Regions from separate parts of the Mus musculus genome. Here regions 1, 2, 3, 5, 6 and 7 are each linked to region 4. The links are chromatin contacts, called in public Hi-C, HiChIP or PLAC-seq and promoter capture Hi-C maps. All regions are on one chromosome and are shown on one strand. The core of a region is the stretch at or near the end of the contact, and the rest is flanking DNA. Distances in the headings are between cores, read along the strand shown.

Region 1 (3,711 bases), core at 1,010-3,509, 1.1 Mb before region 4:
GTTACTATTATAGGTGCCCCCCAAAAAATAGTATTAGCTAAGTGAACTCAGAGATCCACCTGTGTCTACCCCCTGAGTACTGGATTAAAGGCATGTGACACCACTACCAGGAAAGGGACCCTGTCTTTAAAAAAGAAAGGAAGATTACTAGAGACCAAGTCCATTATGTGATATACAGTGCCAACTTGTTTCAAAACACACAGATAAATCACTTTTTAAAACTCCTAAGAGGTCCACTGAGATAGCACAGTGGGTAAAGGCACTTGTCAAGCAAGTGGGATGATCTCAAGTTAGATCCCTGGAACACACAGAAAGGTGGAAAGAGAATCCTGACTACACAAAACTGCCCTCTGACCTCCACACACACATACAATGAGAAGAAAAAGAAATCATGACATAGTGTAAAGTCAAAATCCACTTTATTTTCTGAACGTTACTTTCCAATCCTGTCCAGTAGTTTACTTTTCAAATCTCCAAACAATTCATCATGCTTTCAGAGAGGCAAGGGCTGGCGTGACTCAATGTCGCCCACTGACAAGTGTTCAACTTCCTGCTCTAGCACTAGATTCAAGCCAACCAAAAATCAGGCCTTTTGAGGCAAAGGGTCCCCCACTGAAGATGCTAGTCCTGGAAGGCTTCTCCTTCGGCGAGCTGCCAGTTCAATTTTCTGAACCAGGCTCACATCCCAGGGGTGGGTCACAAAACTGATAACGGACCCTGGCACTTCGCTGCCCACACGACCCACCCTTCCTGCTCTGTGGATGTAATCCTGCAGGGTAGGGGGGAAATCGTAATTGATAACCACTTCCACGTGGACACTGTCTAGGCCTCGGGAGGCGATGTCTGTGCAGACAAGTATGTTCTGGGAGCCCTTCTGGAAACTCTGGAAGATACCTGCCCTCATTGAGGCCGGCATTTGCCCTTGCAGCCTTAGATGTTGAATCTTGTGGTCATCCAGAATGTACCCAAGCCAGTTCACGGTGCTGGCGCTGTTGCAGAATACCAGGACAGTTCCCGAGGGTTCCGTCTTACTTGCTTTGTCCTGCTGTTTGAGGATCTGAACCAGTTCTGTCACCTTGTCTGCTCCCTTCAGTCTCATAAATGTCTGTCTGACATGAGGCATGAGACAGTGCAGCTTGGAGCTGGTAATGGTGGTCAGACTGTCTGGACTGGTGACTTTACTCAGTAACTGGTTTAGGCCTTCTGGAAACGTGGCTCCCACCAGCACTAACTGGGCTTTGGGATTAAAGGGGTCTTCTAACTCGGCTGGACTTTCTGCTATAGGGCTCTTTTCCAAGATGTAGTCCACCAGTTCCAGGAAGCTTTCATCTAGCAGTGTGTCTACTTCATCTAGCACTATGAAGTTAAGATGCTGTAAGCTGATCAGTTGACTTTTCAGAGCCTTCCACAGCGCCCCTGGAGTAGCCACTAACACATCGGCTGCCGGTCGTCTATACAGCTGAAGTTTGAGCCTACTCATCCCGAGGCCTCCGCCAAGTTCTATCACCTGCAGGCCCAAGTACCCACCCAGTGACTGGGCCACTGCCTGCACCTGTTCGGCTAGTTCTCGGGAAGGTACCAGAACCAAGCCTCGAGGAGCCGTGAAACTGCGGGAGTCCAGGTCTGACCCTCTCAGGAGCCGCTGAAATAGGGGCAGTAGGTAGCTAAGCGTCTTGCCACTGCCAGTTTCCGCAGCGCAAAGGAGGTGGCGGCCTCGAAGCAGTGGGGGGATGGTTTTCGACTGCACTGAGGTTGGCTGCACAACTTCGGGGACAGCCTCCTGAAGCGCCAGCAGCACTCGGGGTTCCAGACCCAGGTCCACGAAGCTGCCCCGGGACGAGAGGTTCCTCAGGGCGGGCGCCTCTTGCTGCACTCGCTCTATGGAGAAATGGTCTTGCCGCGATCGCCGATGCTTCCAGCCACGGGAAGCCAGTGGCGCTCGCTCCCAACGGCCCAGCGTGAGGCGTGCGGGCTGGTTCAACTCCGGCCGCCGCGCCGAGACCAGCAGGGGACCGGGGCGCACTAGCACTGGCCGCTGCAAACTCCCACGGCCGCTCTGTCGCTGTTCCTGCCGTCGCTGCAGAGCCCGCGGAACGCGCACCACTGGCAAGGACTGGTCGGAACCGCGCACCACTAGGTTCCGTCGAGGCTCCAGAAGCAACCGTACTGCTAACGCCAGCAGCCGCGATGGCCCGGCTAAAGCCATATTTCCCTTGATGCAGAAGAGGCGCGCGCTAATGACGTCAAGCACGCCACCGTAGTCTGGAGTACGGTGGCTGGCGCGGATCAGGGTGGCGTGTGGCGCTGCAGCACCGGCTGGAAGGAGGGAGGAGGATCCTTAAGAGTTCAGTGGCTGCGAGGTCTGTAGGTTTCCACCCGGCATGGCGATGTCCAGATTGGAGTCATCTTTGGGGAAGGGTACTCGGTGGAGGCAGGAATGGGAGTCCGCAGTAGGAGGGGGCCATGGGTCCCTGGCTCAAGGAATCGAGTGAGGATGGCCTCTGTCATTTGAGTGCTTAATTTCTGATAGTCTTAACTTGTGGTCTTCATTGCCTCGCTCAGTCATCCCATAGAACTCCAAAGGTACAAAGTTCGACGATGTTTTCGTAGATATGCAATCCACTCAAAGCCTGGGTGATGCAAGTTTGCTGAGACTGAATGAATGGTAGGCCAGGGGACTGAGACAGAAGTTGGGAGTCTGGGTTTAAGCTCAACCCAGTTCTTTAGTTTAGAACCCAGAGTGCATGCTGGTGGCCTTCAGCTTATTTCGTCTTTGAAGTTAGAGAGATGGTCTCCGTTCTTTCAGGTGTAGTTTCTCAGGTTTTTTTTTTTTACACTTTGACCCTACCTCTCCAGGCAAGTTTCACCCTCCTTTCCTTGTCGTCGCCCCCCCCCCCCCCCCATGCATCTCAGCCTGGACCCATCACTCTAGCGGTCTGCTCATAGCCACTGGCTTCTCAGGCAGATTCCGAATTGCCTGACTAGAAGTAGAAAGAAGGGTCCCGTTACCCTCCTGGAGTGATGAAACTTATCTCACATAGCACCGGTCAAGCAGACTACTTGACATGAATTTAGTGGTTCAGGTTATTAAACGTTTAATTTTTTTTTTTTACTTCATACTTTTTGAACATATCTGAAAAAATGGGCATCAAGTGTCTGGAGTGGGAGATAAGGTCAATGTTTGTGGATTGATTACCTGGGAGGTTCCTAACGTCTGGAGAAAGTGTTTTAATTTCATTCATGGGCTGGTGAGTTGGCTCAGTGGGTAAGAGCACCCGACCGCTCTTCCGAAGGTCCGGAGTTCAAATCCCAGCAACCACATGGTGGCTCACAACCATCTGTAACAAGATCTGACTCCCTCTTCTGGAGTGTCTGAAGACAGCTACAGTGTACTTACATATAATAAATAAATAAATCTAAAAAAAAAAAAAGTTTAATTTCATTCATTAGAGCTGGCCCTCCATATTTATAGGTGGACCTCTGTGGAATTTTCCACTGTAGAGTGAGAATATTCATGAAAAAAAATGTGTCTGTACTAAATATGTATAGACATTTTTCTTTAATGTTACTCCCTAACAATACAGTATAACAAGTATATACATCATGTTTATATTGCATTAGTCATAAGCAGTTTGCAGATGATTTAAATCATGTGGGAGAGCGTTGGGGCATAGCTTTGTGATAAAGTGCTTGCCTATTAGCGTTTGTGAA
Region 2 (3,301 bases), core at 701-3,200, 1.9 Mb before region 4:
ATGGGTCACATTTAAATAAGCAAAGATAACATCCTGAATTCACAGAAATCACTACACACTACACCAACTGGGAGTCTCCTAGGAGTTGCTTCAATATTATTCCCAGTTTTGTGGCTTATCCAAACTTTAAAAATCGTTTTTCTTCCTATTTAGAAGCCTGGGACTTTGTCTTTCTTTTCCTGAGATTCCGCTCAGCCTACCGCATCCCTATTCAGAACCCAGACCCTTTCCCCTCCTCATAAATAAAAGCTAGTGTTTGGTGCTTGCTTGCTTGGTTATTGTTAGCATATAACTATTCCTACTCTGCTTTGCATTAGAATTCAATTTAGAAAGTTGGTGGGGGAAGGGTCCACCTTCTTTTGTTTTGTTTTGAGCCAGCGTCTACTTTATCTCAAGTTGGCCTTGAACTCATTTTGTAGCCCAGCATGGCCTTGAACGTTTTTTTTTTTAAGTTATGCTTGTTTTTATGTGTATGGGTACACCACAGCTGTCTTCAGACACCCCAGAAGAGGGCATCAGATCCCATTACAGATGGTTGTGAGCCACCATGTCGTTGCTGGGAATTGAACTCAGGACCTCTGGAAGAGCACTGACTTCTCTAAACAGCTGAGCCATCTCTCCAGCCCGACCTTGAACTTCTTTTTTTGTTTGTTTGTTTTTTGTTTTTTGTTTTTCGAGACAGGGTTTCTCTGTATAGCCCTGGCTGTCCTGAGCTCACTTTGTAGACCAGGCTGGCCTAACCTTGAACTTCTTTACTGCCTCACTCCCAACTGCTGGGATTCCAAGCAGGCACAAATCAGCACACCCAGCCTCTAAACATAGCTAGCTACACACGTCAGCGTTTCTGCAGCCACTTTCCCACTGGACAGACAGCCCAGTGACCCAGTTGTTTTGGCGTGCAGCAATGCTTCTCAAAGACGTTCTACTATTTTTATTTTATTTTGTTTAATCCCATAGCACTGACTTGAAATTTTGTGACGTATCCACTGTTAGGCTTCTTTATAGCCAGTTTGAGTATTTAGTCTGTCACTTAGTTCCCTGCTAAATACTACCCTTAGGAAACATAATGGGAATCGAGCTTTGCTGCCTAGGATCAAGGAAGCTTGGGTAAAGTCTTTACCCTCCTTGTGCCTCATTTATTCGTCTATAAAATGAGACTGAGGGTGTGAGGTCTTGTCATCAAAAGAGGCCTCAGCTGCCTTTTAATTTTAGGGTGCCCTAGAGCAAGCAAGCCGAAAATTCTGGCTGAATAACTAGAGGAGCCCCTCTTCTACTCACTGGAAACGGAGGCACAGAACACTTAAGAGCTTTAGTCACTACCATAAAGCATTGGCAAGCAGCAATGGTGACTCCAGGCGGAGCTGCAGGAGGCAGCCTCTGTGCTTAGAAAGTATTCCCTAGGTTGAGCATTTCTGGAAATGAGACCTGGCCCGGAACTCTTCAGCCTTCTAACTCAAATCCTCTCGCTCTAACCCTTGCCAACGGACTCATACATCCTCGACTCTGAGGTGGACCCTGCTCAGAGACCACTGGGTCCAAGGAGAGTAGGTTTCTGAACAATTTAGGCAGTGGCAGCCAGCGTCAGTACGTGACAAGCTTGATAATGGTCCGCGGGGCCGTGAGTCTCTGGGACTGGGTCCTTCCTGTCCGTTTTGTTCCTAGTGCAGATTAGTGGGACAAGTGTGCAGACGGAAGACTTTATTTTTGTGTGACATGTTTCCCGCCTTGTGCCTTTTCTTGCGTAGGCATATATGGTGCGCTGTGCAGTTTCAGGACCTCTGGAATGTGGCCCCTAAGTTCTAAAGCAGCTGCTCTTCCCTCCAGCTCTACCCGCGCGGGTCTGGCCTCTGATCCAGAGTTTGCGCGTGCGCGACTCCGCCTCAAGCCCCGCCTTCATGATTTAGCCCCGCCTTTGCCACGCTTTACGGCCCGGCACGCCACTTTTGCTGCAGTTGCTCTGGGCGCTGCTGTTGCTACAGCCTCTCCTGCCGGGGCTGCTGCCCGGGAGGTTGAAGGGAGGTGAAGTGTGTTGTTGTGTTCGTGCTGCCGTCGCCGCCCGGAACCGAGTGGAGAGCCGGACGTCCGCGGGCTGGCGAGAGCGACCAGTCAGCAGCTGCGTGCTCTCCTCAGGCCGGGTCCTGTCTGCGCTGCCGCAGGGAGGCCGCCCGGCCCAGCGAACCGACCCAATGCTGGACCTGGAGGTGGTGCCTGAACGCTCTCTGGGGAACGAGCAATGGGAATTCACTCTGGGTGAGTGTGGGGTCTTTTGGGATCCTGTTGGCTGGCCCTTAATTCTCCCTAGTCCCTTCCGCTTCTGGTTCCTGCCCCAGATGCCCCTGCGCCCGCGGTTCTTCGCCTTTTCTCACCCTTTAGTCTTTCGGCTCCGGGCTTTAGAATCCCGCTCCTCCCGTCTGTCATAGGATCAGCGATGTCTCAGCAGGGTCCTTCTTTGGACCTCTATGATAGTAATAGCCAGTACACACCAAATACTTAGTGGAGTGGGAAGGTCCTGCTCTTTTGAATTTATCTCTAATACAACTCCCTGAAGTCTGAATATCGATAGTATTATGCCCATTTTGCTGACTCTAATAGTTAAGAACTAGGTAGCACACCTAATCAACACTCTGGTCTCTGATCTGTCTCTCTCTGGTTTTAGGGGAGTGGGGGAAACCTAAGCTCATGCCTCACAATCAGATGGGGGTGGTGGGGGAATGAGCTTGCTTTTCTAAAAGGAACTCTCGACTTGTTTTCTTCTCTTTTGAAATGTACTCTTAACGTGTGGTGTCGCAATACCAGATACCAGAGTTAAAAGTTGAAATTGAGTGAAGTGGAAATTACACATTGGCTTGGTAGACAAATCAGTTAGGTCACTTGGGGAGAGTTGGCCTTCGTATGTGAACAAGAGTATTTGCATTTAGTGACTCCAGTGTGTTTACTTAGTGGCAGCACTAAGCGAAGGGGCTGGGAAAAGGTGTTCCTGCTGCTTGTTTGTGTGGGCCTCAACCTCTGTCTCTCTACTGGGAGCTCTTGGACTGAGTCAGCTGCTCCATTTGTTTATGGCTTATCCTTGAATGTAGACGACTCTGTCTATAGAGACAGCATATTGGAATTACCTAGCTGGGTAGATTGCTGGGGCTTGGTGGCTGCCTGCCTCTTTCTTGCCCATTATAAAAGCCAGTTTCATCAAGGGCTCTTGGTTCTCAGAACTTAGACTGCCTGTTCCTGTAGACTTCTCAAAATTTAATCTGCTATGAACATGTTCCATTCAACCTCATATGAGGCATCAAGAGCGTGGTTGAAA
Region 3 (3,753 bases), core at 134-2,633, 1.4 Mb before region 4:
CACACATTTTTAAATACAACCAAGGCCTCTTCATGGAAGTTAGACATCATACCCACAGCACAGTTATCAGCTTATTCCCTTCCACAGTCACCCTCCTGGTTATCTTCTACATTTTATGATTTAGCATACCATTAATCACCGTGTATATTATACACATGGCCTGTCTTGTTCATTGCCTCCAACTGTGACTCCCATACTCCCCCCGCCAATTTTTTTTAAATTCACACATCCCAATTGTAGCCCCTCTACTCCCAGTCCTGCCTGTGCCAAATCCCCCCCCCCCCATTACCCCTTTCTCTTCTCCTCAGAGAAGGGGAAGCCTCCCTTGGATACTACCCTACCCTGGGACGACTCCCATACTTTTTAACCCCGTTTTCCTAACAGCTACAGGGTTTGGCACAAAGTAGGCACTAAGTAAACAATGCTCCATCAAGGTGTGAAAGCTTGAAGCGAGGGCTTTCTGCAGAAGGATAGACTCTGATCCTGCCAGGAGGTATTGTATTTTGCCCTTCTTTTATGCTAGAGAAACTAAGACCCAGAAAAGAACATTAACTGCATGGGCTCAAGGCAATTAAGAAGCACCCTATTTTAATCTCTGCTTTTGACCTAAGAATGCCTCAATACCCCGTCTGCAAGGACTTACTCTTAGGAGAGACCCCCGAACCGAGGGAGATGCACCCCAGTTGCAGCAGCACGTCCCCCACGCCTCGCTGGCCACGCTCTAGGATCTCTCGGGCTTCAGGCCTGATGCGAGGGCCACGAGGAGGACTGGAGTCCAGGTCCCGACCTGAAGTCAGCAGGTCCAGCTTCAACGCGTTTCCTTCCAGGCGTCCTTGGGCTGAGGAGCAAGACGCGGTGGAAAGCCGTGCTCAGGGGTGGGGCGGGGTACTCGCCCCGCCGAGGCACCCCGCAACTCACCCGAGGCCGGCCGCCGGTAGTAGTCCGGGCAGAGAGTGGGGTCTGGGGGGATGGGTCCAGAGATGCGGGACGGGCCCTCGCACATGATCCTACCGCAGCCCTGCAACAGTGCACCAGGGCCTGTTGCGCTGCGCAACTTTCCCCTCTAATCCCTGTCGGGTGCTTCCACCCTCCACCCGAGCCCTGCATCCCCGCGGTAGCCCCCATCACCGAGCCCCACCCCTCGACGACCGCCCGTCTCTAGGCGCAGACTGTACCACCGCCCCGCGACTAGCCCACTGCCCAGAGGGGTTCGCCGCCCCTCCCCCGCCAAGCCCCAGCGAGGGCTCTCACTGGAGCAGTTTTACCGCCAACTGTTGCAAGCCGGTAGGAGTTGCTGTTGCTTGGCAACAAATGGCTTCCTGAGGTCAGGGGTCAAATGACTAAGGCGAACAGCCTTCTGGGGTTTGTAGTTCCAGATGAGGAGTGATTCTAAGTCTCGGGTCTCAACAGGAGCCTTACCTCTCAACCTGTCTCCCCTACCAGCACTGAGTACCAGTCCAGCCCCGCTCTGGGCCTGAGGTTTTCTCTGATCAACTGTCGAGGGATGCACTGATTCCTCATAGCCTATGGCCTCAGAAGGGGCCAAGAGGCAGCCAGAAACCCAGAATGGGGCAGCAGTAGGGTTAGCCCAGGTTGCAGAGAGCCTTGAGGTGACTTGGGCATTTCAAAGCTCGGGAGATGGAGGGGTAGGGCAGGAGAGGTGGGACTCTAGGTAACCCAACCCTCTAACTGCCAGGCCAAGCCCTACAAGTAGAGAGGCCTAAGCTGGTTACCTTCATATTTTGTGGCCAATATGTAGTTAGGAGACACCACCACCCCCCCAACCAAGGGAGATGTACTCCAATTGCAGCAGCTTTGGGCTTTGAATAACTGATCCCCACAATACTTTGCCTGGCCATCGGCTCCCAATGACCTATGTGTATCTTCTAGTGTCCAGGAACAGAAGAGTGTCTGGTGCCGGCACATGAGACCTGCAGGAGCCCAGGCGAAGACAAGTGTCCCGTGGGGCACAGCTTAGAGCCAGAGCTCCAGGAGGAAGGAATAAAGGTGGGAGAGGAAGGGCTCAATGCAGGGGTGGAAGCAGGAGAGGAGAGAGGACCCAAGCCTACGTCATCCATCGTGAGACCAGCTCATGGGCCCAAGAGAAAGTGAGAGGGCTTTCGGAGGGAAGGGCTGGGAAGGTGGGTCTTATGCCCGGAGATTCCTAAATCCCCATTCCTTCAAGGCAGAGATTCTTGTCTTTGACCAATACCCCTCACTCCCAACTCTAGAACTTGGGGGCTGGGGGGTTGGTATGGATTTGGGACTTCTAGATCTTGCAAGGAGACTGAGCTACCATAAATGCTGAGCCTCTACTGGGCTTGGAGCTTCACTGTCTAAGAAATGGACAGCTAACTAGCTCTAGTGGACAGGCAGGGGTAAGCCCTAGGCTCAAGATATAGGAACCAAAGACTGAAGCCTGCCTCTTTCAGGCCTCTTGTCCCAGGTTTGGGTTCCCCAGCCCTCCCAGGGCCAAGCACCATGTCCATCCTAGGTCAGAAGTTGAGCTGCCACCGGGGGTGCTGCAGAAGAAGGAGGAGCCAGAAGGCAGCCACAGTGAATCCTCACTGTCCTCGAAACAGCACAAAAAAGCCAAGAAACGCAAGAGTGGCGGGGCTCCTGTGCCGCCCGCTGTGGCCAGCGCATCCGCACCCGCCGCCGAGACCTTGGGGTTGGAGCGTGAGTGGCAGTCCCTGGGCTCTTCTCTTGTTTTCTTTGTCTTCTGAGGCTGACATGGCACAGCCTGGTGTTCTAGCCTTTGCTCTGCCTTGGGTTCTTGCAGGAAAAGCCCAGCGCCTGCGGCCACTGTACCAATACATCAACTACTGCAACCCAGAGCTGAATCAGGAGGAGGACGGGGACAGGGAGCCCGAGGTAGAGCCTGAGGCCGAGTTAGCACTGGTTCCCGAGGAGCCGGGCGTGGAACAGCTGCAGCTGCAGACCTTGCTGCCCGTGGCAGGTGAGCTGGGCTTAGGCCTTGCTTTACCCTGCCCTAATCCGTTAGTGCCACTGACCCATAATCTTCCTCCTCTGGTAGAGGAGGTTGGAGAGGAGCCTGGGGGTCTGTCTAGTCTGAGGGTGAGTGGCAGCCTCAAGGCTGAGGTGGATAAGACGACGCAAGTGGATATCGACAAGATGTTGAGTGTCTGTGCTGCCCCTCTTGTGCCCCCTCTATCCCCTCAGTACAAGTGACCATCTAGCCACTGAGAATACCCCTGGTCTAGGCCTAAACCATGGCTCTAAGTCCATCGGCCTAAGCCATCAGGTGGAGGAAGGAATTTTAGTCTTTGTCTACACTTGAGAATTTGCGCTCACTGAAAATAAACATTTCCCCCCTTTTAGAATGTGATTCTTCAAATATGATGCCTGCATTGGGAAAGAGGTTGGGGAGCAGGGAGGAGGATGGCTGGTCGTGTGGATCAGTGGGGACCTTGAATGACGGATTCCTGAGTACTACCAGATTTGTGTCAGAGAACATGTCTACTCACCCCAGATTGGGAGTCCAAGGCAGACCAAAGTACACAGACCACCAAAGTCTGACTCCGTGAAACAATGGGTTTTAATGGGGTGACTTTTTTTTTTTTTTTTTGAGACATGGTTTCTCTGTATAGCCCTGGCTGTCCTGGAACTCACTCTGTAGACCAGGCTGGCCTCAAACTCAGAAATCTGCCTGCCTCTGCCTCCCAAGTGCTGGGATTAAAGGCCTGTGCCACCACGCCCGACTTAATGGGGTGACTTGGTGGGGGGCAGAAA
Region 4 (3,519 bases), core at 559-3,058:
TGTAGGGATATGCAGTTTACAAATCTGTGTGCTCACTCCTACATGCACAAGGAAGCTGGAGGAGTGGTCACGTGTCTTCATCTGTCATTCCTCTTCAGGTTCCCTGAAAGAAAGTCTCTCCCTGAACTTGGGGCTTGCTGTTTTCAGCTCTACCAGATGGCCAGCAAGCTCTCAGGAGCTGCCTTCCTCCACCACCACCCCAGAACTAGAATTACAGGCATAGGAAGGCCTGCCGGGCTTTTACTGCCGAGGGAGGGAATGGTTAAGTCGTCACTTTTGCTCAGCAAGTGCTCTGAGTCTCTACTGTGGTGCCTTTCCCCTGTGCTGGCTGGTTTTGTGTGTCAATTTGATGCAGGCTGGAGTTATCACAGAGAAAGGAGCTTCAGTTGGGGAAATGCCTCCATGAGATCCGGCTGTAAGGCATTTTCTCAATTAGTGATCAAGTGGAGAGGGCCCATTGTGGGTGGTGCCATCCCTGGGCTGGTAGTTGTGGTTCTATAAAAGTGCAGGCTGAGCAAGCCAGGGGAAGCAAGCCTATAAAGAACATCCCTCCATGGCCTCTGCATCAGCTCCTGCTTCCTAACCTGCTTGAGTTCCAGTCCTGACTTCCTTGGTGATGAACAGCAATGTGGAAGTGTAAGCTGAATAAACCCTTTCCTCCCCAACTTGCTTCATGGTCATGATGTTTGTGCATAGAATAGAAACCCTGACTAAGACAATGGCTTATAACCTGCAAGCATAATAAACCTTCTACTTCTCCAGCTGGTTTTGGTCAGTATTTATGAGAGCCATCAGAGCAAACTACAGTACATAGTTTGTGTAATTAGGAACTTAGGTTATGGAAAGTAGACATGGTGGTGTCCTTTTAAGCCAGCACATGGGAGGCAGAGGCCTCTGAGTTCCAGGACAACCAGGCTTACATACTGATACATTTCTAAACAAACAAACAAACAATAAAATATTAGTGAAAGAGGTTGCAAATAGTTTACAGAGTCATGAGTGCTAGGTTGTGAAGTAACACCGTGAAACATTTTAGGATGATCAGCCTCTTAGTTTTCACCGCAATTAAAGAGAAAGGCTCGCAACCTTGCACATTAACTTAGAATTCCAAATTACCTAGACTTTTAGCAAGGGTCATTTGAAGTAAATCCTATTTTAGGCCATTTAGAAACTAAAACAGTGTAGATGAGCCCTGATCACTGAAGAATTCAGTTAGAGATTGTTTTGTCAGTAGTGGAAGAAACTTAGGACATCTACCCTTGCCCCAACTGCTGTCCTAAGGCCTTGTACCTAAGAGCCATGGAGTCCAACGCCACTTGTGATTTACACAGTGGATTGCTGGGCTCACGCCTCTCTTAGCACACTCTCTTTAACACACATCCCAAACCTCTGGGCAAGGAAGGTAGAGGTCACCACACCCATTTTAATTGTTGAGCCTTTTGGAGCCTAAAGGGAACCAGTCTGGGGGACAGCAAAGCTTGTAACCCCGGGGGCTGCAATTCTGGATGGGAAGATCAAGGGAAAATGCGGGTCCGTTCATTCGGGGACCCAGGGTGGCAGGAAGGGAAAAGAGACGCTGGAAACCGGCTCTTTTCTTTTAGGGCCGGGCCTGCCCATGGGCCGAGCAGAGAGAATGCTCTCCTGTGGTGACACTTGTCACCCGGCCACGTTTAGGCGCTGGTCCAAAATCACGATATCTGATTGGCAAGGTTGGAGGGGCTGGTCGACGCCGATTGGCCAGTCGGACGTCGGACCAGGTTTACCCGGTTACGGAAGCCGAGGAGGACCCAGCGCGGGCCGGCAAGTCAAGGAAGTTAGCGGTGGAAGCCCAGATAGCGGCGGAGAGGGCTTCGGATCCCATGGCGACCCCGGAGGCCAGCGGCAGTGGCGAGAAGGTCGAGGGCTCCGAGCCCTCCGTCACCTACTACCGGCTGGAGGAGGTGGCGAAGCGAAACTCGGCGGAAGAGACGTGGATGGTGATCCACGGGCGAGTCTACGATATCACCCGCTTCCTCAGCGAGGTGCGGGCCGGGGAGGCGGGAGGCCTCCGCGCGCTGCCGGGGTGGGGGTGGGGAGAGGCCACGCGTGGCTGTCCGGCGCCCGGAAGGAACCGTGACCCTCGGAGGGGCTGCAGTCTCAGCCTCGACTGACAACGTGCGTTTCTCAATGCATGGAGCACTTGCAGGATGCTAGATCACACGCCAGGCCATCAACCCGTTTCCCATAAAGAGAAACTGAGGCTCACGGAGGCCGGGAGCTCTCAAGGGCACACACTTAACGACCTAATCGAGCCCAGTTCAGAACTGCTCCTTTCCAGGAAGTATGCCTTAGAAAGCAGTGCTTTGGGGGGCTTTTATTTTCTAGAGGAGAAGGCAGTTTTTTTAAAAAGTAAAAACAATTAAATTTTGTATGTGGGGGGGGTGGGGGTGGGGGTGGGGGCATCTGCATCTGCGTTTGGTGCCAGAGGTCAGAACCCCAGGAGCTGGATAAGAGGAGGTTGTGAGCCTCCTGATGTGGGTGTTGGGTACTGGATCTTCCGAGAAAACAGAACATGTGCACATGTGCTCTTATCCAGTGAGCTGAGATTCCTCCCACCCCTGTTCCTGGTTAGGCAGTAGAGTGTGTGGGGTGTGTGTGTGTGTGTGTGTGTGTCCGTGGAACTTTTATGTAGAGCAGGCTGGCTTCGAACTCAGGGATCCTTCTGCCTCTGCCTTCTGAACGCTGGGGTTAAATGTGTGGGCCACCAACACCTGGCTTTCAACCCTTTTGTTAGTGCTTCAAATCAAATCTTATTACTCAAGATCTCTTTGAGACTGTTGGGCCACAGATAATTTTCCTCTTTGTGACAGGGCGTTTTTCAGCTTATTACATAGTCTCTGTAGACCTTGAACTTCTAATCTTCCTGTATATGCCTTTCTAGGGATCAGATCGCTCATGCTTATTAGGCAAACACTGTCAACTATATTACACCTCTAGCTGGGGTTTGACAAGTGTATTTGACCATGTAGTCACTACAGTAAGGAAAAAGAACATTTCACCCCACTAAGATGTTACTCTCTTGTTCCTTTGCTGACTGTCAATCTTTTTTTTTTTTTTTTTCCAAGACAGGGTTTCTCTGTGTAGCCCTGGCTGTCCTGGAACTCACTCTGTAGACCAGGCTGGCCTCAAACTCAGAAATTTGCCTGCCTCTGCCTCCCAAGTGCTGGGATTAAAGGCGCCACCACTGCCCAGCCTAAAGATTCTTTTTTTTTTTTTAAAGATTTATGCATTTATTTATTATGTGTAAGTACACTGTAGCTGTTTTCAGACGCACCAGAAGAGAGCATCTGATGTGAGCTACCATGTGGTTGCTGGGATTTGAACTCAGAACCTTTGGAAGAACAGTCAGTGTTCTTAACCACTGAGCCATTTCTCCAGTTCTTGTTTTCTCTCTCTCTCTCTCTCTCTCTCTCTCTCTCTCTCTCTCTCTCTCTCTTTTTTTTTTTTTTTTTTTTTGGTTTATCGAGACAGGGTTTCTCT
Region 5 (3,372 bases), core at 713-3,212, 1.0 Mb before region 4:
CTGAGGATGATAGTTTAGCCAAGATGTTCATACTGGCCAATGCCCAAGGTTGTCCAAGCCTTCTAGCACCTCCCCACCCCCTCTTGGCTCTGGACTTCTGACTGTTCCTAGTCTTGGCAGAGTGTCTCGATGACTCTGTACTGGCCTTCACCAGACCAGTCTGTAGCAACCTCTTACAGATGCAAGAGATTAAAGTAGGAGGCAGTGGGGCCTAATGTATTGGTTAGTGGGCTTTAAAATGCCCTGTTCTCTGGGGCTAGAGAGATGGCTCTGTAGTTATGAGCACTTGTTGCTCTTCCAGAGGCCTACAGTTTGATTCCCAGTACCTATATGGTGCCTCACAACTGTCTGTAACTCTATTACATTAGACTGAAGTCCTCTTTCTGACTTCTGCAGGCACCAGGCATGTATGTGATACACATACATGTAGGCAGAAATACTCATACATCTAAATAAAACAAATAGATCGTTTAAAAACAAAACAAAACAAAACTTTCTAAGCTGTGAGGTGATGGCACACACCTTTAATGCCAGCTCTAGGGAGGCAGAGGCAGGGGGATCTCTGTAAGGTTGGGGCCCAGCTTGGTGAGTACCAGGATACCCAGAACGGCCGAGAGAAATCCTCCTGTCTCAAAAAACCAAAATACAATTTAATAAATAAATAACTTCCTATTTTGCTATAAAAACTAGAATTGTTGGCATTAACGTGGGGTCAGCTGTTTACCAAGAAGAGGGAAGGAAGAGGTGGGGGGTGGAGCAGAAGTCTTGGGACCAAGCAGTGTCCCAGAAGCACAGTTGGCCTTCAGAAGGAAGTATGTAGAGGGTTATTTCTCAGAAGCACTGGTCAGTTCACCCCCAGAGTGTTGGCATATTACTGGGTGTTGAGCCTTTTGCCTACTACCGTCTGGGCCCCAGCTCCTCGCTCCAGTCAGTCTTATGCCCTTCCTGAGTCCTCAGGCTTGCGCGGACAGGGGCTAAAGTGCCAACATGAGCTCTCGAGCCCTGTTCTTTGCAGGGGAATCCTACAGAGAAATGGTTCAGACTTTCAGATCCAAACCACTCCCAACTCTATTCGTGTGCTGCACTTACAGAGTGACAGACCGTTTGAAACAGGCTGATCTCTGGGCCGTAGTGCCGCAAGCCTTTAATCCCAGCACTTGGGAGGCAGAGGCAGGCGGATTTCTGAGTTCAAGGCCAGCCTGGTCTACAAAGTGAGTTCCAGGACAGCCAGGACTGCACAGAGAAACCCTGTCTCGAAAAACAAAACAGAAAGAAAGAAAGAAAGAAAGAAAGAAAGAAAGAAAGAAAGAAAGGAAGGAAGGAAGGAAGGAAGGAAGGAAGGAAGAAAGAAAGAAAGAAAGAAAGAAAGAAAGAAAGAAAGAAAGAAAGAAAGAAAGAAAGAAAGAAAGAAAGAAAGAAAGAAAGAAAGAGAGAAAAAGAAAGAAAAAAGAAAAGAAAGAAAGGCTGTTTTAGCTTCTTCTCCCAGACCTGCTTCTTGGGTTCTAACATGCATTTCTACCGGCAAGGCAGACAGTAAAAGTTTTCTGGACGTGGGCGGCCAAACCTAGATGCCCCTGGGGATGCCAGTGTAAAGGCCGTATAAAGGTCCTGGACAGCTGCTGGTCACCCGAGTTCCAAAACACTAACTTCCTCTTTTTTTGTTTAGAGACCATTCACCCATAGCAAATGAAGGGCATGTTTTTGGTCCTTGTGCTGTGGGAAGGCTAGGAATTAGGAATGAGAACTACTTGAGTGGACTTTGAGAATTGTTCTGTGTTGGGTTCACGGTGAGGTGAGATGGGGCTGTGTAGGAGCAGGGCGACAGCTGGGATGATAAGCGGCTCCCATCGGTTGGTCGATCGATGCGTTCGGCGCGCAGCAAAGTCCCGGAGGTGGGCATGGGCGGGTGGTGAGCTCCGGTGGGAGGGACGCTCGTGGCGGAGAGTTGCAATTGGTAGAGCCTTAGCAAGAGGCGGGTCTTAATTGACTGGTATCTGCGAGCGGTGGGGTTAACTAGCTGAGCTGCGGCCCGGGCCTAGGCACGATCCCTAATCTCTAAAGCAGCCCCTTGGACCTGCGACCACAGTCTCACGCCATGGATCGCCATCTCTGCACCTGTCGCGAGACCCAGCTCCGGAGTGGCCTCCTGTTACCTCTGTTTCTACTAATGATGCTGGCAGACCTGACGCTCCCGGCCCAACGTCACCCCCCGGTGGTGCTGGGTGAGACTCGTGTTCAGGGTGGTGGTGGGTGGATCCTGCAGGATCCAGTGCAGCCAGGGTCTGGTGGGCCAACTGCTCTGTTGTGCATCTGCTTTAAGCACGAAACCCAGAGCATTTGGTTTCTAACCTGGGTCAGTTCGGTTAGCCCACCTCCCGCCATACCGGGCATGGGTGTGGTCTGGAGCCCTCTGAAACGTGAGAGTAAAGGGAATAGATAATGTCTGGCTTTCCACTCCACCTAACTGCAACAGCTCCAAACCTTGCCTCGCCATGCCCCCATTTCTTAGCTGGAAAGACTGAGGCAATTCAACCCTACTTCAGCGGGTTCCTAGGCAGTCTCAGAATCGGTCATTACCTCCTACCCTCTCTATTTCACAGGGAATGAGTGGTAGCAAGTTCTATCCACGCTGGCCCCCAAAAGCATTTCTCTGCTCTCAGCTTATGGAATGGATGGTATTGACTTTCGAGGAGATGGCCTAAGGGAAACAGGGTGGCTAAGGGAAGGGAGGAGAGAGGAATGGGGTTGGGACAACAGTCTTGAACTGGCGTTGAGGGAGTCCGGGAGTCTGAGAGCATGCCTCCACTCTCCGCTTCCAGACCTAATTACTCTAGGCTGTACTGAGGCCAGGTGACATTCCCTGCCCACTTGCTCTTCTGTCTTAGACTTGGCAGCGGAACAGAAATAACAATGTTTCTATGTGGTAATAGGCCAGGCTAAAATCTCTAGGAGTCTTAGATGCCCCATTCAGCCAATGGAAGTCGTTTTGAACTGGTGTTTCGCTGGCCAGGACTCCTGAGAACAGAGACATGCTGAAACGTACGCTATATATATGTTTATGTATGTATATGTGTGTGTGTGTGTATATATATATATATTTTCTTTCTGCTGGAGCATAAATTCCTGTGCTCTTTCTTCCCTTTTTTCTTTTTGTCTTGTCTTAGACAGGGTTTTTCTGTGTAACCCTGGCTGTCCTGGAACGCACTCTGTAGACCAGGCTGGCCTTGAACTCAGATACCCACCTGCCTCTCCCTCCCAAGTACTAAGATCAAGGGTGTATGCCACCATGCCTAGCTGAGAAACCCTCTCTTGAAAAGCAATGTCATTCTAGGTCAGCGAAGGGGATGGGGGATTCTGAGCCTAGGTTCCCTT
Region 6 (3,316 bases), core at 267-2,766, 1.8 Mb before region 4:
CGTATACTAAATGCCAGGTGACCTCAGACTGGGCAAGCTTCCTCCAGACCCCTCTGAACAGAGCAGTAGAAGAACACAAAGTAGACTACGCAGAAAACTCTGGAGGTGGGCAGTATGCTGCATTCTTCCAGCTGTGGTCTTAAAGAGCTGGGGCTCTGCCTGGCCACTGGCCACTCCCCAGGCCAAGTTTCGCCGACCCCCTCCTGACTGCACTTGGAGGCAGGGCTGGCTGCAACGCGAGGAATGCAGTTTAGAGGCCTGGAGCCTAGGGCACATTCCAGGGGAGACCCCGGGGCTAAGGGCCATGTTTACGCAACCCCGCGCCCAATTGTGGCACCCCATCAACTCCCTCCCATCTCCCTCACAGCTCCCAGCTAACCCGCAGGTCAGGAACCCTGGGGGGTGGTAGTGTGTATGCCTCTGGGAGTCCTGGCCCGGAAAAAGCAAGCCGGAAAGGGATGCCTGCGGGGAGGTGGAGGGGAGGCCAGCAGGAGGGGAGGGGTGGTCCTGCTGGACATACGGAAAAATGCCTCTCTAACTGAGCAAAGTCGGCCTAGGAACGTCGGCAACTAGGGTAGGCCAGCGGTTTAAAATTAGACTGATCCACCCCCTCCCTTCCAGGCGTAGGCCACCAGCGGCGGGCCTAAGGGACCATGGGGGCGGTGACGCAAAGGGCTTTCCCACCCGGGCAGCCTCCCATGAGCGCACGGCCGCTTCCAAGGGACTCCTCTCATCCTGGCTGGGACTCCAGTCTTCAACAGCGCTGGAGAGACTGTATTCCAAGGACCCAACCCAGCCGGTAGCCTCGATCCCTTCTATGATTGCTCCCTAAACCCGCCCCTCTTTGGGGCCCCGCCCCCGACTACCTGGAGCAGGTGGAAGTCTGTCCCTTCCCAACTCCACTTCCCCAATCCGCTACAACCACAGCAGCAACCCTGGCAAAGAGGCAGCGAGGGGACTCCAAGCACCTCTTCAGGAGGGCCTAACTTTCAAGGGAAGCCCGAGTGGAACAAATCACAAACTCTCATTTGGCTTCTATACTGTCCCCTCAACTTGAGTCTCCCCCTGTAGGCAGAGGAGCATAGACCTTAGGACCCCGGCCGGAGACTTTTCTGGAGGCGAGCACCCGCCCGTGACGATCTCTCTCCTAGAAGCACTGTCTGTCCACCGCCCACCTCAACCTCCGCAGCGCCCCTCACCTTAAGAGGCGCCCCCAGGAGTCGGTGCAGAGCAGGGATCTGCGCACTCAGGGGCAGAGCCCCGTCCAGGCTGCAGGTGGGGGCCCGGCGTGGTTCCGGGAAGTTGGCACAAGCGAAAGGGTCGGTGTCTTCCAGGTACTGCACTCTCACAGTTACCACGGATACTGGGTCCCCATCCCCGCGCTCTTCCTCGCCCGCCATGGCTCTGCCACCGGCTACCGCTGGACGCCTCTTGTGTCCCCTGCAAATGCTGCAACTTCAACTCGACTAAACTTTGCTGTTAGGGCCGGGCCAGGCTGGGCCGGACGCTCGCGGCTCGAGGGGCGGAGCCAGATGAAGGTAGGACCAAGGAAGGGGGTGGAGCCAAGACTGAGCGGCGAGCGCGCGCTCGGGGTTAACCACCGCCGGAGGCGGCGCTTGGGCCAGCCACTCAGAGAGCTGGTGATCCCGTTAGTTCCATTGCTAGGAGGGCGGGAAAACCCGAGCTCCCGCTCCGCCTCAGAGCAGAGGGCGGGGAGACTTTCTTTAGATTTGGTATGGGCGAGGCTGCAGCGGATCTTTGTAAGGATTTTTAGGGCAGATGGGGGGGGGGGGGTAAATCTCTTCGGATAATCTGGGTAGCTGGGCCACTCTCAAGGGACGAGATGGGACTAATTGCTAGCTTGAAAGACAAATGAAAGCATTTCTCTCATTTGGGGAAAGCAGTAAGAAGAATCTCTTTCAATGTGGAATAAGAAGTGGAAATAGATTTTATATTTGAAAGAAGAGGTGGATTCAGTCCCCTTTAGCTGTGGGGGCAAAAAAAAAGAGGACGGGTGCTCTTTCTCGAAAAAGAATGGGATGAGTCACTGTGAGGAGGCAGGTAGCACATGTTTTTTCGGCTTGGGTGATGAATGAAAAGTGGAGACATTCTTCGGTTTGGGGCGAGATGAGTCAAATGCCCCAAGTTGTTCCTAATTTAAAGGGAATTCCATAAGGTCCTCTCAGATCCATGGAATAGGCAAACAGTTCCCTGTAGTTTGAAGGAAAGGGAAGGCGGCGCCTCTGGGCTCTGGAGAGATGAGGAATAGCCAGCTTTTCAGCCTGGAAAGAGCCGGGTCCGTCCCGGCCTTGAGGTTTCTGGGTACGTTGAGAGCACCGTTGTCCATTAGGCTTTCTGGGTGTGCCCAGTGCGCGTGCGCAGCTGTGGTCCGGTAGGGGGGTCCCAGGTTTTGGAGATCGTGCTGGAAGGCGGCAGCGCACCGCCCCCTGCGGTTTTCTCAGCTTAGCACTGGGACCCGCAGCCTGAGCACCTGGGACGGGTGGCCCGCTGCTGGGCGGTGTTCTGCAGTAGCTGCGCTTGTCTCTGCTTCCCGAGACCCCCGTCCTTCTTGGTGCTCCGGGACGCGGTGGCTGGTCACCTTTCTGAATCCGGAGGAGAGGCGGTTTAGGAGAGCACACTCGAAAGAGTGGGTTTCAGGACTCGAGGGGTTAGGAGGGTTATGCTGGGGAATTTCCGGAGATGAGATTAACCTAGAAGAGATGGAGGAGGGGATCCTAACTGCTAGGATCCTGGGCAGGGTCTCGGGGTCCGGACCTGGCCTGGGGGTATCGGAGCTCGGATTGGGGGGAGTGAGCCCCACGTGCCTGTGACGCGGGGGCGCCGGGTAGGCGGCGGCAGCGGCGGCGGCGGCGGCGGCAGCGACGCGGGGCCGGCGGCCGTGCAGTGCCCGGAGGACAGCAAGATGCTGAGCGCCGCACTGCTTCTTCTGCCCGGGTTGCCCCTGGCGGGGGCGGGGGCCACAGAAGAACCCACCCAGGAGTCCGGGCCGTTGGGTGAGCCTCCTCCAGGCTTGGCGCTCTTCCGCTGGCAGTGGCACGAGGTGGAGGCGCCCTACCTGGTGGCCCTGTGGATCCTGGTGGCCAGCTTAGCCAAAATCGGTGAGTGTGTGTGTGTGTGTGTGTGTGTGTGTGTGTGTGTGTGTGTGTGTGTGTGTGTTCGCGCGCCCGCACGCCAGGCTAGCGGCCCGCAGAGGACCCGCCCCCAAGCCCCTAGGTCTCCAGATTTGCGTCTTGCATTGTGCGGGGACTTAGGCTCCAATTCCACAAATCTGGGTTCTCTCCCATTTCCTGCTCTC
Region 7 (3,779 bases), core at 1,253-3,752, 1.9 Mb before region 4:
CACACGAATAGCAGCTACCAGCAGGGCTGGGTCCTCTCGTGCCAGCCGCCCCGCAGCTCCTGCAGCCGCCTCCACAGCTTGGCCTAGGGCCTCAGCCAGAAGGCCTAGCCCCTGGAAGATTGGCAACTCCAGACCTCCTAGGGGTGCCAGTGTCTCCTCTTTCAGCTGCTCTAGTTCCCGCAGGCTCACATATGCCTCCAAGAGTCGCTCAGAGTCTATCAGGGTCTGCGTGTGGGCCACTGTAGCCGGCACTAAGGAAGAAAGGAGACGGCTTGAGGTCTCAGCCTTCCCATCTGGGCTATGGGTACAGCAAGGGACACTGAGGTCTGGAGACTGGTGTGATGTATTAACTATTTAATAATAAGCATGGTACTGCGTCGGGTCATCTGAACATCCAGGCTAAGGCCTATAGAGTTGGGCCATATGTTAACCCCTGAACCAACAGACCATGAAATCAAGCATGCCGGGGAGGTGGGTGGCCGACTGGAGAGATGGATGGCTCAGTGGTTATGAGCACTGGCTATGATTCCCAACACCCATGTGGCAGCTCACAATTGTAACTCTAGTTCCAGGCCATCATAGTCCTCTTCTGACCCCTGCATGTACCAGGCACTCAAACACTCACTTACAGTAATCTTTAAAAACAATGTTACAGGGCTGGAGAGATGGCCCCGTCGTTAAGAGCACTGACTGTTCTGCCAGAGGTCCTGAGTTCAATCCCTAGCAACCACATGATGGCTCACAGCCATCTGTAATGGGATCCGATGCACTTTTCTAGTGTATCTGAAGACAGCTGCAGTGTGCTCGTATAAATAAAAAATAAATAAATCTTAAAAAAATGTTACAGGCAGACAAAATAAATGGAAGGCCATGCTGGTTGCTATTTGCCAATCTTGTTATGAAATACTTACAAACATAACTACATATGTATTGTTATGTATGTGTGTGTACATTGATGTATATATGTATGGATGCAGGTATGTATTGTACTTTGTATATATGTGTTATTTGGGGTGATGCCTGAGATTGAATTTAGGGCCTTGCACATACTAAACACATGCTCTACCAGAGCTACAGCCAACGTTCTTTCAGTAAGTAAACTACTGTGGCTATAGCCACTTCATGGAATTCCCGTGCTGACTTTAACATCCCAAGCCTGAGAAGCCCAGGATGAGGCGACTGCGCCTATTTCTCACACTCTTTGAAGCTGGGATTATTCTCTGGGATGTCCCTGGTGTCTCTCTCCATGTAATCCCTTTCCTAGTGCCCCAGCTGCTGATCAGAATGGGATTTGTGGATTCTTAGAAGCTAAAGTCCAGGGCTCTCCACCTCCGCTTTCCCCGCCCCCACTCACCTGCTTGTAGCCTTGGCAACAACCGAGTCAGGATCTGAAGTTGTTTGTGCTGGACAACACATTCCCTCAGGGGTTCCAGGGTTTGTGAGGTCCGAGACAAACCCTTTAGTAAGTGATGGGCCTGGCTCAAAGCTTCACGAGTTCCCTGCACAGCCTCGAGGGCTCGGGTCAGCTGCCACACACCAGTCTGCACACCTTCCAGGTAGGACTGCACCACTGACTGTGGAGAGAGGTAGCCGCTCCTAAGGCCTGGCCAGCCCTCCAGCCCAGTCTAACACTCCTGCTCCTCACCCACCTTAATTCTTGCTTCCAGGGAATAGTTACGCTGTATTTCACGGCTTCGGTACTGGCCCAGCCTGGTCAGCTGCTCTGGCCGGTAGAAGATGCCTGAAGCCCACTTGAGTGCTGCACCCCGAGCCAGCTGTTCGGCCCTCTCCTGCTCTGGCCACTCAGGCCTTGGGCAGGAAGATCCTGGGGTTGGTTGTGTCAGTCAGGGAGGGCCTGTGGCTAACGCACCTGCTGCTCTTCTGTTTCCTCGGGACAGCCCCACTCTTGGCAATCCTATAGAGCTCTAGCTAGACCTGACGGGAAAACCCAACCCCACTAATTCCCATTTGTCTTGACATCATCCTTCCCCAAGCCCAGCCAACGAGGCTCATACCAGGACGAAGTGTGGGCTGTATCTTGCTGTCCATAGTTTGCCTAGAGCTGCTGCCGATGTGGTAGGAGTGGGAGCGAGTGCCTGGAGGAGATCAGGCAGAGCGGATGTTCCTTGGGCTCCGCTGAGAAAGAGGAGCAGGGTCCTTGCCTACCCCCTTCAGGAAGTAAGAAGGGGATACCTGGGAGGCCTCAGTCCTCTGGCTTGGACTATGCAAATAGGCAAAACTGTAAGTCCCCTTTCCTGCTCTGTAACGCCCAGGATAGTTTGGTACAGAACTTACCAGATCTGACCGGTGTCCAGTTCTCCCTCCTCTGCAAGTGGCCTTGGCCTTGAGAGTAGCCTTCTCGCTCCTGCAGAGCTGGGCACACCCTCACTGCTCACGGGACCGGAGGGACTCCAGCTCCTTTGGCACCAGCAGCCAAATTCCTCTCCCCAAGGAAGCCTCTCTCCCACTTCACGGCCCAGAAACCCCTACTTCTCCCCCAAGGCCCCTCCTTCAAAGCAGAAAGGAAGGAAGTTGAGTCTCTGGCACTTTATTCCCAACAGGAAAAGCATCTGCATTGAGGTGGGGAGCGCTGGGCGCCATTTCCTGTTGGGTGGGGGCAGCTGTGGACTCCCCCGGTGAGCACCAAGTCTTGATCAGCCCACCTTAGACTTCTAAATACTCCGGAAACACATATGCATATTTAAAGCTGATTTGGCCTCAAGCTGGTTTGAAGGATGACCCCCTATGTGGTAGAGCCTCAGCAAACCGCAGTCGAGTCTGAGAACCACAGATGGTATATGCCTTGGTAGGGGAAAGATCACATGTGGTGAGGCAAAAGAATAGTGAGAGATGGCAGTTAGGGATCCAAAAAGCTACATTGTTCCTGTAAGTGATGGGGAGCTAGGGAGGACACTAGATATAATGGAGCACCACCCAAATCCACCCATCATAATAGACCCTCACTTCCTACTGTCAGAAGGGTTGACAGCTAAGACCTCAGGAAGACTACCCCAACTTCAGGCTCCATTATAACTAGAGCTTCCGAAGTCTGCTTTCTCACAAGTGTGAATCATCAATCAATTTGGGGAAGGCAATTTGTGTCCTAGAGGGACTGACCGTCATAAAGACATAACCATAAGTGATAACACTGTTAAAAATAAATAAGACTTGCAAGCTGGTAAGATGGCTCAGAGGCTCAGAGCACTTGCTCCTCTTGCAGAGGACAGGGCTTCAGTTCCCAGCACCTACACGGCAGCTAATAATAACTGCCTGTTAACTCTAGCTCCCAGAGATCTGACACCCTCTTCTAAACCTCCTTGAGCACCTGCACACATGTGGACAAACATAAACACATACACACACAATAATAATAATGATGATGATGATAATAATAATATAAACCTTTAAAAACTGCAAAAATAAATGAGACTTGCAAACACACAGTTCTTCCCATGTGTCAGAAAATGCCTTAAAGGCTTTGCTTATATTCACACGCAGGCAAACACCTTTGCATGGACTAAGTAGTGGTTGGAAATAAGACTCCTGGCCACTGTGAACTGTATGTAGCATGGAGGCCAGCGAAAAATGATGCTGGAACGAAATAAGAGATAGAAGTATGCAAGCTATTTATTGTTAGTGCTTGCTGTTTTGGCAGGAAGTAACAGGAACAGCAGGAATTATCTCTGAACATCAGGGAAGCCTTTAGAATAAGTTTTAAGCAAATAGGCTAAGCTTGTGGCTTATGGCTTCCCTTCCCTGGATGGAATGTTCAGGCAGTT

The links. Promoter capture Hi-C pulls out the DNA fragments that hold promoters and counts their contacts. A called contact is a pair of places that touch in the nucleus more often than the background predicts. HiChIP or PLAC-seq counts read pairs in DNA pulled down with a chosen protein or histone mark.
Region 1: an HNF4G HiChIP or PLAC-seq map of pancreatic cancer cells shows a contact between it and region 4. The contact joins the promoter of Dus2 here to the promoter of Cyb5b in region 4. A contact is called at or near these places in 1 of 39 promoter capture datasets (liver) and 1 of 115 datasets of contacts at active chromatin or transcription factors (pancreatic cancer cells).
Region 2: a contact with region 4 is called in a promoter capture Hi-C map of pre-B cells, with 2.4 times the contacts expected there. The contact joins the promoter of D230025D16Rik here to the promoter of Cyb5b in region 4. A contact is called at or near these places in 2 of 39 promoter capture datasets (liver and pre-B cells).
Region 3: a Hi-C map of B cells shows a contact between it and region 4, with 5 read pairs. The contact joins the promoter of 4933405L10Rik here to the promoter of Cyb5b in region 4. A contact is called at or near these places in 2 of 484 Hi-C or Micro-C datasets (B cells and cardiomyocytes).
Region 5: a promoter capture Hi-C map of pre-B cells shows a contact between it and region 4, with 3 times the contacts expected there. The contact joins the promoter of Pla2g15 here to the promoter of Cyb5b in region 4. A contact is called at or near these places in 2 of 39 promoter capture datasets (liver and pre-B cells).
Region 6: an H3K27ac HiChIP or PLAC-seq map of microglia shows a contact between it and region 4, with 4 times the contacts expected there. The contact joins the promoter of Fhod1 here to the promoter of Cyb5b in region 4. A contact is called at or near these places in 1 of 39 promoter capture datasets (pre-B cells), 1 of 115 datasets of contacts at active chromatin or transcription factors (microglia) and 1 of 9 other capture datasets (liver).
Region 7: an H3K27ac HiChIP or PLAC-seq map of thymic regulatory T cells shows a contact between it and region 4, with 7 times the contacts expected there. The contact joins the promoter of Exoc3l here to the promoter of Cyb5b in region 4. A contact is called at or near these places in 2 of 39 promoter capture datasets (liver and pre-B cells) and 2 of 115 datasets of contacts at active chromatin or transcription factors (pancreatic cancer cells and thymic regulatory T cells).

What each region holds. Positions count from the first base shown.
Region 1 is chr8:106,009,219-106,012,929 of GRCm38.p6, forward strand. It overlaps Dus2 (dihydrouridine synthase 2), which reads left to right and starts at 2,260. Exons shown (of 16, transcript NM_025518.4): 1 at 2,260-2,360. Ddx28 (DEAD box helicase 28) reads right to left here and starts at 2,268. Exons shown (of 1, transcript NM_028038.3): 1 at 398-2,268. The coding sequence starts at 2,206. The coding sequence ends at 584.
Region 2 is chr8:105,223,237-105,226,537 of GRCm38.p6, forward strand. It overlaps D230025D16Rik (RIKEN cDNA D230025D16 gene), which reads left to right and starts at 1,951. Exons shown (of 16, transcript NM_145604.3): 1 at 1,951-2,250. The coding sequence starts at 2,187.
Region 3 is chr8:105,706,906-105,710,658 of GRCm38.p6, forward strand. It overlaps 4933405L10Rik (RIKEN cDNA 4933405L10 gene), which reads left to right and starts at 1,384. Exons shown (of 4, transcript NM_027655.2): 1 at 1,384-1,610; 2 at 1,891-2,108; 3 at 2,495-2,679; 4 at 2,756-3,340. The coding sequence starts at 1,527. The coding sequence ends at 3,192. Enkd1 (enkurin domain containing 1) reads right to left here and starts at 1,303. Exons shown (of 8, transcript NM_198299.2): 1 at 1,252-1,303; 2 at 919-1,018; 3 at 644-838. The coding sequence starts at 1,003.
Region 4 is chr8:107,148,853-107,152,371 of GRCm38.p6, forward strand. It overlaps Cyb5b (cytochrome b5 type B), which reads left to right and starts at 1,809. Exons shown (of 5, transcript NM_025558.5): 1 at 1,809-2,021. The coding sequence starts at 1,860.
Region 5 is chr8:106,148,392-106,151,763 of GRCm38.p6, forward strand. It overlaps Pla2g15 (phospholipase A2, group XV), which reads left to right and starts at 1,963. Exons shown (of 6, transcript NM_133792.3): 1 at 1,963-2,222. The coding sequence starts at 2,096.
Region 6 is chr8:105,346,454-105,349,769 of GRCm38.p6, forward strand. Fhod1 (formin homology 2 domain containing 1) reads right to left here and starts at 1,517. Exons shown (of 22, transcript NM_177699.4): 1 at 1,200-1,517. The coding sequence starts at 1,400. Slc9a5 (solute carrier family 9 (sodium/hydrogen exchanger), member 5) reads left to right here and starts at 1,805. Exons shown (of 16, transcript NM_001081332.1): 1 at 1,805-3,119. The coding sequence starts at 2,924. Gm46049 (a long non-coding RNA gene) reads left to right here. Exons shown (of 4, transcript XR_003947441.1): 3 at 1-385; 4 at 622-1,203.
Region 7 is chr8:105,293,611-105,297,389 of GRCm38.p6, forward strand. It overlaps Exoc3l (exocyst complex component 3-like), which reads right to left and starts at 2,503. Exons shown (of 14, transcript NM_177788.5): 1 at 2,296-2,503; 2 at 2,016-2,096; 3 at 1,650-1,825; 4 at 1,355-1,574; 5 at 1-251. The coding sequence starts at 2,049.